Linked DNA regions of Danio rerio: region 2 is linked to region 1. The links are chromatin contacts, called in public HiCAR-type maps. All regions are on one chromosome and are shown on one strand. The core of a region is the stretch at or near the end of the contact, and the rest is flanking DNA. Distances in the headings are between cores, read along the strand shown. Region 1 overlaps LOC141376156 (a long non-coding RNA gene). Region 2 holds the start of dnajb11 (DnaJ heat shock protein family (Hsp40) member B11).

Region 1 (3,545 bases), core at 443-2,942:
TTTAACATTTTTTTTTACAATAAAACTAAAATCAAGTGTACAGTAACAGTGCAACATATTTATGTTTGTTTGATTTTCTTTAGTAAACCAACCATGTTGTAACAGTCATTATTTAAAACAGACAAAATATGGTAGAGCAGGTTGATAAAGATTTTTTTTTTAAATAACTGTTCACTTAAAGGTTCTTTGGGAAACCAATATTGGTTCTTCTCTGAAGAAAAGAAAAACTTTGTGTCCCTTTATTTTTAAGAGTGAAGTCATTGATTTATTAAATGAATTTGTTTTATTTAAAATAGTTGATCAGGGAATACCATAATTCAGTAAATTCAATCGTCTACACAGGTATGTTCTTTATATATACACTGTAAAACCCAACAGTCAGCTTTATCAAATGAAATGAATGTTCATTTCATGTAGTTCTCAAATGGTTTTGAGTTCTTTTCATTTATTGGGTTTTACTGTGCTCAAATTGCTTCATTTACTCAAATGGAAGTTCACAGTACTCATTGGGATTAGTTTTTGAAGTTAATTGTTTGTTGCAATCGGTTTCTCTAAATAGTTTGTCACCTTAACTTTTTGGGTTTCACACAGTGTTATTGTCAAGATACTCATGTATTGTATTAACTAGAAAGCTCTAAGGAGAGAGAGTGAGAGGTCTTGAATCTTAGGTTCATTTGGATAGTTTAATGCTGTAAGATATATATTTTTACTTTTCTGAAAACTGAATGAGGTACTACTTTATTTTATTCTGCTTTGTTTTATTTAAACGTGTTGAATGGAATAACACAATTCAGTAAATGCAATCTTCTTCACAAGTGTGTTCTTTATCAATACAGAGGAGTCGTCATTTTTAAGTAATGTCATGATAAGTGAAACCTAGTTTGTGTCCTGTTGTTTTCTACTATCTCACATCACTGTCACTGCTATGCAAGGACAGCAACCCATCAAATTATAGACTAATCAAAATACACTCTGTATCCGTGTAAAATAGCAGCAGTAATTGCTATCATAAGTTTAAGGGAACCATTTGGAATGCGTTTTTATGAGTACACAAATGTGTTGAGAAAGTGTTTCTGCAGTGTGTGTGTGTATGTGTTTCGGTCTGCATGTGTGGCTTGTGAGAAAAAGTGGGAAAGGCATTGAAGGTGACACTTTGTGACCATAATCAGAACACCACAAAACCATGGACGCTCCACAGTAAAGCAAACCCTAACCTGTTACGCTGATCCCAGGCCAGTTTAGTGACCATGGCTGCAATAACCACATAGTGCAAAGAGCTGATCTGGAATCTGCGGTTAAGTGCAGGGAGTGTGCAGTTGCCGTAATGGTGCACTTCCCCTAAAAAAAAATTTCAAAATCCATCATGGCTTTTCCAGTTCCACTCTATTACAGAGTTGAGCGAACATCCCAAACGCTCATCCAAGAGCTTCTGCCTTCATGTAAACAACACAATCCCCATAATTATAGCAGGCGAATCAGTGGCCACAAATAATTGAACATGCTTGCCATTTCATGGAAAATCCCTCACCTTTTATTCTTTTAGATTTGTATCTGAGAAGTTGTGAAGAAATGATGGCGGTGAACTGTTTTTCCTAAGGCATGTGCGGTCGTCACGCCCTGGTGACAATGACCAGTGGCCCCTGATTGTCTGCTCTCTGAGGGGCGGGGCAGGGCAGGCACTGTGGGCCATATAGTGACCACGTCGAGTTCACGCTGGCCTCACACTGGCGCCTGCTCTCCGGGCCAGCTGAGGTCAGAAACAGTGGACAGAGCAGGGCACCAGAAGGAGAATGGATCTTTTTGACCACATAAAGAGTAGGCACATTTCACCCAGTGCCCACAGGGAAGACACATTCCCACGGCCACTTGCATGGTTATCGTGCTTATATTATATTTTGATACAATTTTAATGTTAAGTAATATTAATCAAGTAATATATATGTGTATATATATATATATATATATATATATATATATATATATATATATATATATATATATATATATATATATATATATATATATATATATATATATATATATATATATATATCATAATGCAAATATTTAATATATAGTTCATTTACATGCAATTATTATTTGTGAGTTTCAACTTAATTGTTAGTGGGGATTTTATTGTTTTTTTTTCAATTTGATATTTTAGTGAAACAAGGCTATATATATATTTTTAGATTATTTGATGAAATTAAATATTAATACAATTGTTTTAATAGAAAAATTTTACAATCCATCCATCCATCTCATATAGTATCATTGTGCTTACAATGAAAGTCAGTTTGATACCATTAACATTGTACAATTAAAATACAATGAAAAAAAATAAAATAAATAAATAAATACTAATAAATAAAATAACTTAAATTGAACATATAGGAAACTTACTAAAATGCATCTTGCCAGCATATTGTCTGTTTATTATTATTTATAAAACAAATATTAATGCCTTTTTCTGCATTAATTTGCTTGCTAAATTCTCAGAAAAAAAGGTACACAGTGGTACAAATAATGTTTCTTAAGGTACAGTTTTGTACCTTTGTAAAAATGTGAAATGGAAGTACACAGTTGTTCTCATAGAAAAGGTACATAAATGTTGGACAAGTTGTTCTTGATTACAATATCTATGAAAGTAAATATTACTGGAAATGCAAAGTGATTTTATGAATAATTTCCATATTAAAAAAGAAACACCATTTAAAAGCTAATGTTTAAAGAAACTTAAAAAATAATTATTAAGTTCTATAATACAAAACAACTTGTAAAACAAAACTACTGTAAACTAAACATTTAAGTCATTTTTAATAAACATTTGGTAAGCATTTTCTGATAAATACATTTTCATTATTGCTATCCGCACCTTTTGGTGTTTGCTTTCCACTACGCACATGAGCTGGCAAAAGTCCTGCATATGCAAAGTGTTCATGTAGACATTTTAGTATTGTAAAGCTAATTAAACATTGTGCAAATCTCATTACAATACTTTTGCATAATTATATTTCTATTTTAAAATAAAGTAAATTAAATAAACTTTTAGCGATGCAGTGGCGCAGTAGGTAGTGCTGTCGCTTCACAGCAAGATGGTCGCTGGTTCGAGCCTCAGCTGAGTCAGTTGGCGTTTCTGTGTGGAGTTTGCATGTTCTTCCTGCAGTCACATGGGTTTCCTCTGGTTGCTCCGGTTTCCCCCACAGTCCAAAGACATGCGGTACAGGTAAATTGGGTAGGCTAAGTTGCCCATAGTGTATGTGTGTGGATGAGTGTGTGTGAATGTTTTCCAGAGATGGGTTGCGGCTGGAAGGGCATCTGCTGCATAAAAAAGTGCTGGATAAGTTGGTGGTTGATTCCAATGTGGTTACCCTGGATTAATAAAGGGACTAAGCTGAAAAGAAAAAGAATGAATGAATAAATTAACTTTTAGGTGTTTACAAAGGTATTGTGTGAAAATTGGAAAAAAAAGTTTAATATTGTAAATAGGAGAATTTCTGTAACATTTCTGTGAAAAGTGTGAAATGTTTAGCAAAAATAGATCT
Region 2 (3,545 bases), core at 283-2,782, 160 kb after region 1:
ATATATATATATATATATATATATATATATATATATATATATATATAAAATATCGCAATATATGGCCAAAAGCATAACAAAATAATGCAGTGTTAAATTTTTCTAATATCGTGCAGCCTTATATAATATTTAGAATCTTTAATATTTAGAATATATATTATAGAATATTTAACATTAGTCATAATATTTTACTTTAAATCGTGAATATATATTACAATTTTTTTGTGAAATTGTTGCATAATATAATATTTGATTGATTTATGAAAATAAAATAATAAATTCACCTTAACATAATATTGAATTGAGCTACATTTTTTAAAATAAAATAAAAACATTGTGTAACAATTTAATTTTGCACACATTGTATATTATTACACGCTACACGTCACATGAAATGAATAAGAAAAAGCAGATGTGTCAACCAATCAGAGGCGGCCACACAATTCTTCTAACAAATCAGAGAGCTCCATGGATTCGTTTCTAACAACAACGCTCATGCTGGTCATATTCATTTCAGTGGGGATTGTACTGATCTTTTGTTCTGATTTGGAAATATGATATATGACAATAGGGACGCAAAACATCATCAATTTAGATATCTGTATTAAAGCTACGAATACTGTTCGCAAGACTAACCAAGTCGTCATTACACAATAGACCATTTTAACACCTATATTACCGAGTGAAGAAATTAGCATTGTTCAACACATGAAGCGTAACAATTACAACAAAAGCAGATTCCAGTTAAAATGACTTGTTAAAACGATCTCTGAATAAAATGGCTTACCTCGTAAGCAGCTCCAAGGTCTGCAAATTTGTCTTGGGCATTTGGGTCATCTTGGTTTCTGTCTGGATGAAGCTGCAATGCCAACTTTCTGTAGGCTTTCTTAATGTCTTTGACTGATGCTGATCTACTAACCCCTAGAATTTTGTAGAAATCCCTCCTGAAAACAAACAGGAATTCAGAAGTACGTTGAACCACACACCAATCCATTCATTAATTTAAGGATACTGATGAATAGAAACAGCCGTGGATACTGGTGTCTAATCATTTAACATCATGACCAAAAAAAGCAATACAATCAACAACACGAAGCTTCAGATATTCCTGGAATAAATATGACAGTTACATAAACATGCAGATTCACAGAGGAGTTGGCAGCTTCATTACAGCAATTATTAGTCGTTTTAAACAATAAGCGTCGAATTTTAAACAAAACAAAACAACAACCAGGGTGTTAAAACTCTGCATTGAAGTACAAGAAATAAAGGACATAATGTGAAGTCGTTTCTGGTGAGCTTCACTAGCACGATGCACGGACAGTGGCGTAGACCAATCACAGTGAAACATGTGTACCAGCCAGAGTACTGAGTTAGTGTAATGAACTAAACCCTAACGCGAAAACCATACGATATTCACTTACCCTGCAAATACGGTCAGTATCAAATATAAAAGCAGAAAACAGACACTCGACAATTTCATTCCTCTAATAGCCATGGGTCCTTGTTTCCTTCAGAAGTCCAGTAAAACACACCGGCTTTCTGTGATGTCTATCAAAAAGCCTCTTCCTGCTCTGTCACAAATCCCCGCCCAGGTTCAGAAAGGAAGTGTTATAAAAGTCAGTCGAAGCAAACATCGTTATATTGTATTAATTATATTATATTATATTATATTATATTATATTATATTATATTATATTATATTATATTATATTATATTATATTATATTATATTAGTAGCCCAAGCCATGTTGGCATTAAATGCAAGCAATATTTCAAATTCGACAACAAATCACACAAGAACAATTATTTAATATGATTTAAATATAACTTTAGTTTATATAAATACATTTAATTGACGTTAAACATGGTCTAATTTAAATAACTTTTATGTACTATATCCACAGATCTATGTAGAATTCTCTTCAGTATTTTAGCTCAGTGACTCTTTCACGTATATATGCAACTTTTATTTTGTCATGCACGTAACGTTAAGTTTACACTTCCGTATAGAAATGGCATCTTTGGACAGGGTGAAAGTGCTGGTTTTGGGAGATTCTGGTAATAAACATGATCAAAATAATCTATCGACCTTGTTTTGTGTTAACCTACTTAATATAATGTCAATGCACATTTATATTGTAACGTCATGTAATATTACACTCAAGCTAACGTTATGTGTTGGCTACCACATCATAGCTGAGACTGAAATATTATATTCGTTTTATTTATTAGTAGTCGTTGTTTAATTATTATTATCAAGATTCATTAATTTTGTGAAAAAGGGGGAACTTTATCTAATTGTATTTTTAATCGTAAAATAAATTATTATGAACATCAATAATCCTGTCCTGATCAGTGTTGTTTGTCTGTTTACAGGAGTAGGGAAGTCCTCTCTTGTACACCTTCTTTGCCAGAATCAGGTTTTGGGGAATCCCTCATGGACTGTGGGCTGCTCAGTGGACGTCAGGGTATAATGTCAATTAAAAGTGATTCATTTCAATTCACAAAGCTATGGAAAATGACAAAGTGAGTCTTGATTCTTTGGACAGGTTCATGACTACAGAGAAGGCACTCCAGAAGAGAAGGCTTTCTACATTGAACTCTGGGATGTTGGAGGATCTGTTGGCAGTGCCAGCAGTGTTAAAAGCACCAGAGCTGTGTTTTACAATTCAGTTAATGGTTAAGTATTAGTGTTCCCCTTTGAACACAATATATTTTATTACGAGAAACTTTTAAAATATATTGTTACAGTAAACTTGTCAGGCTAAATAATTCAAATGAATCTTGGACTTCTGCTGTCTTCATTAGTTTCAAAAACACAGATTTGATTACAATTTAAAACGGCATCATTTGAGATCTTTTCTGCTGGAGATACTGTTGTCCTAAAAAAATTAAAACGAAAATAAAACATCTTAAATATACAATAGGAACGGTATAGCAGAAAATTAGGGTGGTTTTAAAACCGCGACTTTTCCAAACCACAGTATACCTTGAAAACGGTTATTGTCCCATGCCTATTTAAATGTGCACCAGAGCTGTATGATAATATGAAAATATATGATGTTGTTGAGTATTGTAACAAAATTAATTGTGATTTAACATTTCCCAATGCAATTTTAATAATCTGTTTTAACAATTTTTCTGATCTAATTAAATCTAATTCAGGCTAAAACTATTATAAAACTACTAACTACTAGAATTTAAAACTCTGAAAACCTTGAAAAATATTCAAATAAATCCCAAGTATTAACTACTTCTCCCACTATTCGTATTTTTTCTGCTTTGAGGCACTAGGTTTACTTTTGGGTTCAGTCTATCAAATAGCATGATTGCACCAACTGGGTAAGCAGATATTAAAATACGGTGGCCTTATCTGATTGGTCAAATCTGTATAAACAACCTACTCATGCTTTACACTAATGCTTGGCACGTAATATAAATGTAACTTAATCACTCCTCTCCGTGATATGGATATTTAATATACTATTATTGCAATAAAAATAATTTTTTAATACATATTGTGGTTTTGAAGCACTATTATG

The links. HiCAR-type assays count read pairs that join an accessible place to other places.
Region 2: a contact with region 1 is called in a HiCAR-type map of caudal fin, with 5 times the contacts expected there. The contact joins the promoter of dnajb11 here to the enhancer-like site in region 1. A contact is called at or near these places in 4 of 18 Hi-C or Micro-C datasets (caudal fin, embryo and hematopoietic stem cells) and 2 of 4 datasets of contacts at active chromatin or transcription factors (caudal fin and embryo).

Annotation. Positions count from the first base shown.
Region 1 is chr9:34,174,944-34,178,488 of GRCz12tu, forward strand. All of the region lies in intron 2 of LOC141376156 (a long non-coding RNA gene), which reads left to right. Among named protein-coding and RNA genes, the nearest start is that of satb2, 110 kb to the right of the region's middle. Within about 2 kb of position 1,693, at least 3 of the 62 cell types and tissues checked have an H3K27ac peak or open chromatin away from gene starts, as enhancers often do.
Region 2 is chr9:34,332,102-34,335,646 of GRCz12tu, forward strand. It overlaps dnajb11 (DnaJ heat shock protein family (Hsp40) member B11), which reads right to left and starts at 1,533. Exons shown (of 11, transcript NM_198821.1): 1 at 1,425-1,533; 2 at 788-944. The coding sequence starts at 1,498. It overlaps rabl3 (RAB, member of RAS oncogene family-like 3), which reads left to right and starts at 2,014. Exons shown (of 8, transcript NM_205733.1): 1 at 2,014-2,061; 2 at 2,380-2,471; 3 at 2,553-2,682. The coding sequence starts at 2,016.